Regions from separate parts of the Mus musculus genome. Here regions 2 and 3 are each linked to region 1. The links are chromatin contacts, called in public HiChIP or PLAC-seq and Micro-C maps. All regions are on one chromosome and are shown on one strand. Each heading gives the region's core, a stretch centred on a gene start, on an enhancer-like site or on the middle of the called end of the contact. The rest is flanking DNA. Distances are from core to core; before and after follow the strand shown. Region 1 holds the start of Sox1 (SRY (sex determining region Y)-box 1). Region 2 has its middle 34 kb from the start of Spaca7. Region 3 has its middle 44 kb from the start of Spaca7.

Region 1 (3,559 bases), core at 648-3,147:
CCTAACACAGCGGATCTCCCAGCACACCCATCACCTCCTAAGTTATCCAAGGAAAATGGTTCTACGGCATTCTTAAACAATAGTCCTATTCGTTTTTGTTCATTTACAATGTAACTGATATTTGTAGGTAGTTCGTGAAACAAATCAAAAGATTTAATAAACTTGATGGCTGAAATAAGAAGGTAGCTGAAAACTAAGTTTATGACCTAGATGTTTATAAAAATATGAAACGATGTTTCCCTTCTAGCACAATTCTATATTATTTGATGAGTTTTCTAGTAAGTGCTGAATGGCCTGAAATGAAAGCTCAATCGGGCTGAGGGCTGTACTGTGCTGTAACAACCTGAGATAAAAAAAAATAATAATAAAATAAAATAAACCACTGTAATAATCATAGCAAGGGAGCAACGGCGTCAGGAAATTCACAGCCTCAGATGTTTTTGTTAGTGGGGGGGGGGGCTGTCATATGTTCACCGTCCAACATATTGGAACACCTGTATTCTTGCTATTATCCGGGTTATCTGTCATCAGAAGAGCCTCTGGATTACACGCGAGGCGGTCTGCAGGCATCTGACCAGGCTTGCTTTACCCACCAGCAACCTCCCGAAGCACCTAGATCTTAGAAGTAGAAACTCTATCCTCTCCCCTCTGTACCCCGCCCCAGGATATCTGAAGAACTTGTAGACTCTAAAGGTCTTTCTGGAAGAAGCCTTTACAATAACTCCCCCCCCCTTTTTTTTTTTGGACATGATGGTCTGATCCCAAGTAGCCTGGGGTGGGGTTGGAAATCTCTTATACATCCCGGAATCATATTTGTTCTGAGATTCATGGATTACGGCCATTTGTGTATGTCTTGATCATCCCCAGAACTGCCCTTTCTTTTTCACAACATACGAAGAAACAAAAACAACAACATACAAAAAGGCGGCCCTGTCACTGGACCTTCCAATTCCGTTTCAGCGCCCGCACCCCACCCCCACCCTCGCAAACCCGAGTTCACACGATTTTCAAAATCCTTTGGCAAACAGCTTCTGGGAGAATCGCTTCAGAAAAGCATAGGCTAGGTAGGTATTCTTTTGCTGTTTCCACAAACTTCTTTTTACTGTCGGAGTAACAAGATTCCAGCTAGATCTTGGTTTTGACCTTCGCAGAAATTCAAGAGGATATAGAGTAAATTGGCACCTGACTATAACACTCCGCTCCATTAAAAGACACCCCCTCCCCCAAGAAAGTTCGGGGTAGATTAGGGAGCTAGGAGCGTAGCACCACACAAAAACCGCTGCACCTCTTGCCACGGAGACCCGAATTATAGATCCCGAATCTGTAAAGGCCTTTGCAGGCTCTGAGAATGCACCGAGCGCCAGGGGTGGGAGAGACTGAGCCGCCCCGCTTGGCCTGAAACCCAGCAGAGGTACTTTGGGCCTAAGCCCCCCCCCCCCGGGAGGATCTCCCCCGCACCGCTGTTATTCTGCACTCCCGGCTGAGCTGAGTGCAAAGTGAGGCCTCTATCTCCAACTTTCCCCTTCCCAGCGGGCACAGAGTTGGCTGGCTGGGGACAGGGGAGGAGCTGGGTCTCCAATGAGCGCATTTAAACACGACCCAGGGCTGTATTCCCCCCGCCTCCCCCGACAGCGATTCTTTCTTCCTCTGGGTTTTCAACCCAATCGTTAATCATTCGGAGCGCGCGGGCGGGGAGAGGCAAAGGGGGCGAGCTCTGGGTTCGCCGCCGCCGCCGCCGCCGTCGCCGCCGCGCGCGCGCGCTCAGGAAGCAGTGTGGCTGTGACCCCGCCCCCCCGCGCCCCCTTTTCCCCCTCCTTCCTGCCCTTGTTCCCCCCCTCTCTCCTCCTCCACCTCCTTGCTCCGCCGCCCGCGCCCAGTGTATCTACTCCCTCCCCACGTCACTCGCCAGCGCGCCATGCAAATCACCGCCGCCGCCGGTTCCCATTGGCCGCGGCGCGCTCATTTAATGGCAGCCCGGGCCCGGCGTATGGCTGCTGGGCCCCCCGCGCCACCGGCCCCGCGTGCGCCTCCGCTCCGAGCGCACGGCCTCGGGCAGGCAGCGGACAGCTTGTCCTGGGCACAGCGGCACAGCTCTCTGGCTCTCTGCTCGCGTTGGCACTCCCACTGCTGTCCCTAACCCCCTCCCTGGCTGCACCGCGATCGCCCCCTCCGAACCCCCCTCCGAGTCCCCCTCAGCGCCTGGCTCCCCCCAGGCACCTGGGACCAGCACATGCCCAGCGCACGCGGCGCACCGCCTTGCTAGAAGTTGCGGTCCCAGAGTTGGAAGCCGCCAAGGAAGCCAGCACAGGAACGGAGACTTCGAGCCGACAAGAGGAGGCAGCGAACCCTGCGTCGGGCCCAGGGGCACCGCTTCAGACCCAGAAAGTGGAGCCTCAACTTGGCCACGACTGCACCTGTTTGCACAGTTCAGCCCTGAGTGACCGGACGGCAGCAATCAACCTGGCCATCGGCCTCTTTGGCAAGTGGTTTGTGCACCGGGAGAAACTTTCCACCTGCGAGCTGGACCCGCGCTAAGTGCGTGTGCTTTTGCCTCTTTTTTGTTGTTGTTGTTGTTGTGGCCTCCACCCAACCCCCTTCTCTCCGCTAGGCACCCACCGCACACACACCCCCCCCCCCAGTCTCTCTGGGCTGATCCTCTCTCCACCCACCCACCCCCACCCGGCCGTCTATGCTCCAGGCCCTCTCTTTGCGGTACCGGTGAACCCGCTAGCCGCCCAGATGTACAGCATGATGATGGAGACCGACCTGCACTCGCCCGGCGGCGCCCAGGCGCCCACGAACCTCTCGGGCCCGGCCGGGGCGGGCGGGGGCGGCGGTGGGGGCGGGGGCGGCGGCGGCGGCGGGGGCACCAAGGCCAACCAGGATCGGGTCAAGCGGCCCATGAACGCCTTCATGGTGTGGTCCCGCGGACAGCGGCGCAAGATGGCCCAGGAAAACCCCAAGATGCACAACTCGGAGATCAGCAAGCGCCTCGGGGCCGAGTGGAAGGTCATGTCCGAGGCCGAGAAGCGGCCGTTCATCGACGAGGCCAAGAGACTGCGCGCGCTGCACATGAAGGAACACCCGGATTACAAGTACCGGCCGCGCCGCAAGACCAAGACGCTGCTCAAGAAGGACAAGTACTCGCTGGCCGGCGGGCTGCTAGCGGCCGGCGCGGGTGGCGGCGGCGCGGCCGTGGCCATGGGTGTGGGCGTGGGCGTCGGGGCGGCGGCGGTGGGCCAGCGCTTGGAGAGCCCAGGCGGCGCGGCGGGAGGAGGCTACGCGCATGTCAACGGCTGGGCTAACGGCGCCTACCCCGGCTCGGTGGCCGCGGCGGCTGCGGCCGCGGCCATGATGCAGGAGGCACAGCTGGCCTACGGGCAGCACCCAGGCGCGGGCGGCGCGCACCCGCACGCACACCCGGCGCACCCGCACCCGCACCATCCGCACGCGCATCCTCACAACCCGCAGCCCATGCACCGCTACGACATGGGCGCGCTGCAGTACAGCCCCATCTCCAACTCTCAGGGCTACATGAGCGCGTCGCCTTCGGGCTACG
Region 2 (3,559 bases), core at 791-3,290, 210 kb after region 1:
TGTGTGTGTGTGTGTGTGTGTGTGTGTGTGTGTGTGTGTGTATGTGTGTGTGTGTGTGTGTGTGTGTGTGTGTGTGTGTGTGCCAATTCCCTTGGAACTGGAGTTACAAACTGTTGTAATCTGCCAACTGGATACTTGGAATCAAACCCAGGTCCTCTGCAAAAGTAACAATGTTTGTAACTTCTGAGCCATCTCTCCAGGCCCCTCCTCCACTAGTGTATATATATTTTAAATATCTTAATTTATTGTCTTATTAGTCCTAGTTAGGATACTATTGCTTTGATGAAATACCACCAAAAAAGCAACTTGGGGAGAAAAGGTTTTATCTGGCTTACACTTCCACATCACAGGCAATCACTGAAGGAAGTCAGGACAGGAGCTCAAACAAGACAGAAACCTGGAGGCAGGAGCTGATGCAGAGGCCATGAACGGGTGCTGCTTACTGGTTTGCTCCTCATGGCTTGCTCAGCCTGCTTTCTTAGAGAACCCAGGACCACCAACTCAGGGGTGGTGCCACCCACAATGGCCTGGGCCCTCCGCCATGGACCATTAAGGGAATGTCCCGCAGGCTCTCCTACAGACCCGTCTTATAAAGGCAACTTTCAGTTGAGATTCCCTCCTCTCAGAGATCTTCAGCTTCTGTCAACTTGACATCAAATTAACCAGCACACTTAATTTTAAAATGTAAAGTATTTTTAATTATATGTTTGTGTTCATCTGTGGGTTTGTGCACGTGAGTGCGGTACACACAGAATCCCCTGGAGCCGAAGTTACAGAAATCTGTGAGTTATCTGATTGGGGTGCTGAGAGCTGAACCCCAGTCCTCCCCAAGAGAGGTAGGTGTACATCTTAGCTACAGAACCATCTCTACAATCCTCTTTGTTCTGCTGCTACAGAAATTCCACGAAACAGTTACCATGTGTCAAACATGGCACTTGGGGTCTTCCGATCCGTGGTCAGAAGAAGCCCTCTGCCCTTGGTTGGAGTTTGAGCTTCACTTTCGGTGTCCAAGCAACCCAGCATCTCTAAGCAGTTGCTGTGCCCCACAGGGCCCCACTGCTCTCCTGGGACAGGGGTCATATCCACTGCACCAGATGTCTTCCTCATGTGTCTCCTGTCCTTAGAGCTCCTCCACAGCAGAAGTAGCCGCACTGCTTCCTATGGAAGAAGAATTTCATCTGGATCCCAAAGGCTAAAAGCATCAGACTGGCAGATGGTTTAAAGATCCATCGTGTCCAAAGTGGCTGACTACTCGTAAGAAGAGGTTTCTAGTTGAGGTTGCCGTGTCACACACTCCTCAGTTCTGTTACCGTCACAGGGATGGGGCTTCACAAAGGGTGGTTCTGCAGTCCTGTAACAACACCCCATACGCAAACATGGGCCTCAGGCACGTGGCTAGACAGGGTGTGTCTGGGAGGGGACATCAAGGCAGCCCCAGCCCCCTCACAGTGTGACCTACATGCCTAGCCGACTCAGTGACCTCTGAGCAGAGTTTGTCCTTCCTCAAAGCTAGAGGTGACAGCCGTGGCAGTGAGAACTGATGTAGACTGAGAAACAGAAGCAACACATTTAAAATATAATTGTTACAACTAGTAGGAAAACTGGTGGGTGGCTTGCCGACTGATGAGGCCAGCAAGTTCGACGTGGGGGACATGAACAGTCAGGCTGCAGACTCAAGAGAGAGTCTGAGCAACAGTCACAGAAAGGAAGACATCCCCTCTCCGAGGGCGACAGCCTTTCCCTCTGCTTCTCCATCTAGTATTTTGTTAACTTTGGGACATCTATATATAGTAGATATAGATAGATATAGATAGAGATAGAGATAGAGATAGAGATAGAGAGATAGAGATGATGATAGAGATAGAGAGATAGATATGGATGCTTTGAGCTAGCCATGCGGACACAGGAACCAGCTGGCCACAGCCCAGGTCACAAACAGGCACCTGAGAGAAGCCAGCCTCTGCTTCTGATTCAGGTGCTGCCCCTGTCCAGGATGTCAACCACTGTCCTGCACTGCCTCCTCGTGGATCCTCAGAAAACAGCAGCCACGGTACCAGTCATGGAGGTTGGATCTGACGGGAGGCCACTAGAGGGCCACTGCTCACCTGGTCCTCTGGGTCCCATGCTCCCACCTGAAGTCTCTTCATCCCTGACAGGAAGGATGGGGCCTCAGCACTCTTGCTCCTCAGTAGCCACCAAGGAACACCTGTTGCTTCACATCCTGGTTCCCTAGCCCCATCTCAATGCGTCTGCACCGAAGCCCACAGGGAGACAGAGCAGGCCACAGCTGACCCTGAGAGACCTTTAAGGACTTGTCTGGTTGGCAGATAGATGGACCTGGTTTGAGACCTTCACCATTCCATCCACAGAGAGATGCTTTCGTGGTGGGCGGGACCAGAACAACAGGGTCTTCGGGTACATCTATGGGGTCAAGACTGGGAGGAGTCACCAAGGGTGTTCCCCTGACACCATCCCTCCATCTCTGGACACAACAGCAGATGAAATCAGGAGAAGCGAGCCCAACATGGTCTTGAGGAAGGAAAATGGTTTGAAGAGGATGGGAGTGGGGCTGGAAGCAGAACAGGGAAGCTGGAAGGTAAGACCTAAGTGTCACACAGATGACCTATTTCACTGCCTGGGGGAGAATGCCCCCTCATTACAGGACAAAACCTGACAGGGGCTGTGGGACAGCCCCATGCTGGACACCAAGGCTTTCATGACATTCTCAGTGTGTCTACTCACTCCTGGGGGTGGGGGAGGAGACACCTGGACTCAGAACTCAGAACCTTCAACAGGACAACTGGACACCTGGGCAGGGTCATGGTGATTGGGTTCTCCCAGGGTAGCCTGACCTGAGGACTATCTCAGAGGGAAATGGCTAGTTCTGGTCTCATCCTGCCTGCCTGTGACCTTGGGGGTCTCTCTGCTGGGTGCACAGAGCTGAGATAGCTCTGAGGTTTTGCCCTTTGGAAACATAGTGAACTAGCTGCCAGTTTCAGGGGTGCAGGTGGAGGAGGCTAGACTCCCTATCACTTGGACAAAGGCTCCCTGATGCAGAGGACATCAGAGAGTTCTCTCTCTGAGACATCCTTAACAATTGGAAGTCACAGTCTCACTTCCTGAGCCACAGATGTGGATGGATGATGGCGGGGGGCATGCTCACAAGTATGCTGGGCTGAGCTGGGCACAAAGCCGAGGGGAGCCAGGTGCTCCAAGAGCAACTTGGCACGAGCTGCAAGTGACCTCCATGGTGAAGTGGTGGCAGAGTCTGCAAGGTCAACCTAGGGTCCTTCTACACTAAACATGTCTTCCTGGGGTAGGTACGTGCAAATGGCCCCTCATGCCCGCTGCACTCCCAATACTTTCAGTGGTCCCTGCAGCCTGGCTCTGGGTGTCGGATGAAGCCAATAGCTGATGTCCTTGCACCGTTTAGTGGCAGACGGAGCAGCCATGCAGTGGGCTCCAGGGTCACATGGTACTTCTGCGTCTTTGTCACACCACAGGTATATGACGACAGCAACCTCTTGTCCTGGTAACTCATGAAATCTTCCAGCCTCTA
Region 3 (3,559 bases), core at 347-2,846, 130 kb after region 1:
GAACACCAGTGCTCTGCCCTGAGACCGCTTGTCCAGGCAGCAGAGCCTGGACGGGTTGGCCTGTGGTACCCAGGGGGCTAAGGTTAGAGTGGCTATACTCATCCAACCCTGACCTGAGTCTCAAACACGCCATACACAGGGGGCACAGGAGCACTCATGGATGCCATTCTGAGCACCTCAGTGACCAGACAAAGCCCTGAACAGCAGAGAAGACGTGCAAATAACTGAACTAGAAAAGCTAGAAATGTATACGTGGTTCATGAGAACCTGAAGTGGGCTCAGCAGACAGCAGCTCCGCTGGTCCACAGCTAATCACAGAACTAAGAGGGCCAACAGGGTGTTAATTGGCTGTGGTGATCTGTGCCTGTACAAGCAGCAGCACTCAGGACGCTAAGGCAGGAAGTTTGCCATGAGTTTGGCTCAACCTGGGATACAGTGTGAGGTCCTATCCCAGAGAGAGCCGTGGGAGGGGCTTAAAGGAGAAAAAGGAGCCTCAAAGTTGGTGGAAGAAAGTGAGGCTATCCTTCGAACTGTGAAACGACTCTGGTGAAACTAAGGAAGGTGTCTCAACAGCAGTCTGCGTCTATGGCTTGCCTAGTAAGGTCTGATGTCCCTTAATTTACATCATGGTGCTCTTCGCCATCATTTTCTACATGTTAATTTCAGGGCCCACAGGAGTTACTAAGTAAGCAAGTGTCCAAGGGGCTTGAGGGTTCCTGTCAAAGAAAGATTACAGCAGCTGGCTAGAGAGAGATCCCTCACAATGCTGGAGAAATGGCTCCAGAGCTAAGAGCCTTTATTGCTCTCACAGAGGACCCAAGTTTGATTCCCAGCACCCATGTCAGCACATTAGGTAGTTCACACTCACCTGCCACTCCAGCCCGTGGGGGATCTCTGGCCTCTGCAAGAGTAAGTTCGTGCACTCTCGTGTGTGTGTGTGTGTGTGTGTGTGTGTGTGTGTGTGTGTGTGTGTGTGTGTGTAAGACATAAACAGCCAACAAGGGGACCTTTAGCCTTCTTAGAATTCTTCTGAGAAGTCCCTGGATGGTCATCAACTCGAGATGGGGGGGGGTCAGTTCTCACTATCCTCTCTAAGGGAGGGAGTGCCAAGGACCACCCTCGCCTTGGATTCTGAGAGTGAAAACAAACAACTTGAAATCAAATTGTAGGTTCAAGCTGGCAGCCTATGTTCTACTTGAGACAGCTTTCCAGATTGCTCTCTGTTTTACTTTCTCTGGAGATCTCCGGACAGCTCCCTCTAGGTTTTGCTTGAGACAGTTCTCTAAGCAGTTCTCTCTTGTTATTTTACATTTTTTTCTGGATAGCTCAATCTGGCAGATCTTGAGCCCAGTCTTTTATTTACATATCAATCCAGTCTTTTACTCCAGGTTCCCTTTCGATTATCCTATGAATCAGCATCCACTGACCCAAGCCCCTTTATCCTTAAGAGATAGCTAGCACACATTTCTCCCTTCCTTTTTTTTTTTTTTTTTAATATTTCAAAAGAATTCAGAGATCTGTCTGCCTTTGTTGACCACAGCCAATAAACTAGCAGGATGGGACTGAGACCCCACCCTGAAATTATCATTTCTACCACGCCTCAGCCTAACCTTACTCTGTACCAGGCCGACCTTGAACTCAGGAATCTGCCTGTCTTTGTATCTTTCTGACAAGCTGGGTCATTAATGCCTCTGCTATTCTAGGACTGTGAAGTACCTTATACAACTCATGCTGTGCTCCTATATTTTGCATAGTTGAGAAAGTATATATTTTTGAACTCATGTTTTCAGAGCTACCCCCCCCCCCACACACACACACACAGCCCCAAGGGCTGTCCTGCAGGTCCCAGCAGTCACCACCTTGTTAAGACACAGCCACACCCTTGGTCCTCAGACTTGCTGTCTCCAAGTATCATGGGATCATTAACCTGGCAGGAAAAACATCTCCGAAGGAGGAACATAGAGTAAATTATAAACACTAATATACAAACAAGGCCCAAGTCCCACAACCATCCACACTCGTGGAAGCCCATGCCCTCCAGGGGCAGGAATCCATGTCATGCTGACCCTTCCACGAGTCATGCTGGACCCTGACAATAGTTGTTTCAAGTTTCCTAACAACCTGTTTCCCAGTCTCCCTTCTCAAAAGCAAGGCCAGAGTAGCCACTCACACCCCACACAGTCACAAATATTAATCTGTCAAGAGCGCACACAACGCTAGGGCTCCCTAGTGGAAGCTGCTAGCGCACCTTTTCCAGCTAGGAAAATATCAGGGGTTGGGGCACCACTCTAAGCCTCTTGCAGTGTCTGTTTGCCAGAAACCTGAGACTGTGAATTTGAATTGTTGAGCTGCCCTAAGGCAGGAGAGAGGCATTTTTATTTGCTTCCCCCTCCTAGAAATAAAATTTTAAAATAGCCAGTAACTTAGGGAGACTCTAAGGATAACAGTCCTAACAATTTACATAATATGAGGGTGGAGGAGGAGGTGGTGGCTGTGGAGGAGGAGGAAGAGGACAGAGGAAAGCCATCCTTTTAAATTGTGTGACATGGTTTAAAATAGTGAACCGTGGTTGGCACAAAGCCTCAGTACTCCCTGCACAATTAAAAGTACTTAAGACATTTCAGCCAATCAGAGGTCTTGATTGGCTGAGCATCTCTAACCTGTAATCTCTCCTCCCAGACCAACCCAACTAAGGCCAGTAGAACTGCTCTGTCAATGTCAGGCGGTGGCTAAAGCTCGCGCATCCATCTCATTCCCCCCACCCTTGCCCCCCCACCATCAGTATACCCCTCACTAAGGCTAACTGGACTGCTCCTCTAGTTGTTGTCACTGTGTCAAATGCTCACTTCAGAAATAACACCTTTCCTGACTTTGGTCTATGCTCCCAAAATGCCAACCCTTGGACAAGAAGCTCTCATTCCCGTTGATGGTCACTGTGGATGCTGCTGGGCTGGATGTGAGGTTGTTATCTGACTTGTACCAGATATATCCAGATCCATCACCATTCTGTAGGGACATCTCACTAGGAGGCAGGGTTGGTGTCACACTGGCCAGGCCTTGGGAAGAGATACAGCTGGAAATCTCTGGCCAAGGAGGGCTCAGTCATTCACCCATCCAACCAGCATCTCTTGAATACCTACTTGGTATCATTGCAGAATCTACTCCTGGTTTCTAGGCCTGACTTCTAATCTCCACACCATGCTACCGAGCTCAGTCTCTCATATGGCAGGCTATACAGTTAGGTCCTGGTTCCTCCTCCCAGCTCCATGCTCCCAGACGCAAAATATACTTACAAATACCTTGGCCGTGTAGCTAGGCTCTTTGCTGACTAGAATCATAGCTCCGTTAACCTATTTATTTTAACCTACATTCTGCCACGTAGCTGGTTACCTGTGCGACTCAGGTACTGTGCGTCCATCTCAGAATCTTTTATGCATCCCGATATCCCACCTTCTATTTCCTGCCTACTGACACATGATGCATTTGTACAATACATAGGGTATTCTACTACAGCAGGCATGCTGGAGGACACATGGTAACATGTCACATCCAGAATATG

Evidence for each region. Hi-C and Micro-C count contacts between places; a contact is called where the count stands out from the background. HiChIP or PLAC-seq counts read pairs in DNA pulled down with a chosen protein or histone mark.
Region 2: a contact with region 1 is called in a Micro-C map of embryonic stem cells, with 7 times the contacts expected there. The contact joins the enhancer-like site here to the promoter of Sox1 in region 1. A contact is called at or near these places in 1 of 39 promoter capture datasets (embryonic stem cells), 3 of 15 datasets of contacts at CTCF or cohesin (embryonic stem cells and stem cell-derived epiblast-like cells), 40 of 484 Hi-C or Micro-C datasets (B cells, cerebellum, cerebral cortex and 14 more), 16 of 115 datasets of contacts at active chromatin or transcription factors (VIP interneurons, astrocytes, craniofacial prominence and 9 more) and 1 of 9 other capture datasets (embryonic stem cells).
Region 3: an H3K27ac HiChIP or PLAC-seq map of embryonic stem cells shows a contact between it and region 1, with 7 read pairs. The contact joins the enhancer-like site here to the promoter of Sox1 in region 1. A contact is called at or near these places in 1 of 39 promoter capture datasets (embryonic stem cells), 2 of 484 Hi-C or Micro-C datasets (embryonic stem cells and nephron progenitors), 15 of 115 datasets of contacts at active chromatin or transcription factors (SST interneurons, craniofacial prominence, embryonic forebrain and 7 more) and 2 of 9 other capture datasets (embryonic stem cells and pancreatic islet).

The regions. Positions count from the first base shown.
Region 1 is chr8:12,393,622-12,397,180 of GRCm38.p6, forward strand. Sox1 (SRY (sex determining region Y)-box 1) reads left to right here and starts at 1,898. Exons shown (of 1, transcript NM_009233.3): 1 at 1,898-3,559. The coding sequence starts at 2,740. All of the region lies in intron 1 of Sox1ot (Sox1 overlapping transcript), which reads left to right.
Region 2 is chr8:12,605,356-12,608,914 of GRCm38.p6, forward strand. No RefSeq gene overlaps it. Among named protein-coding and RNA genes, the nearest start is that of Spaca7, 34 kb to the left of the region's middle. Within about 2 kb of position 2,041, at least 5 of the 459 cell types and tissues checked have an H3K27ac peak or open chromatin away from gene starts, as enhancers often do.
Region 3 is chr8:12,527,250-12,530,808 of GRCm38.p6, forward strand. No RefSeq gene overlaps it. Among named protein-coding and RNA genes, the nearest start is that of Spaca7, 44 kb to the right of the region's middle. Within about 2 kb of position 1,597, at least 10 of the 459 cell types and tissues checked have an H3K27ac peak or open chromatin away from gene starts, as enhancers often do. A contact at or near this core is called in embryonic stem cells, where this site is marked.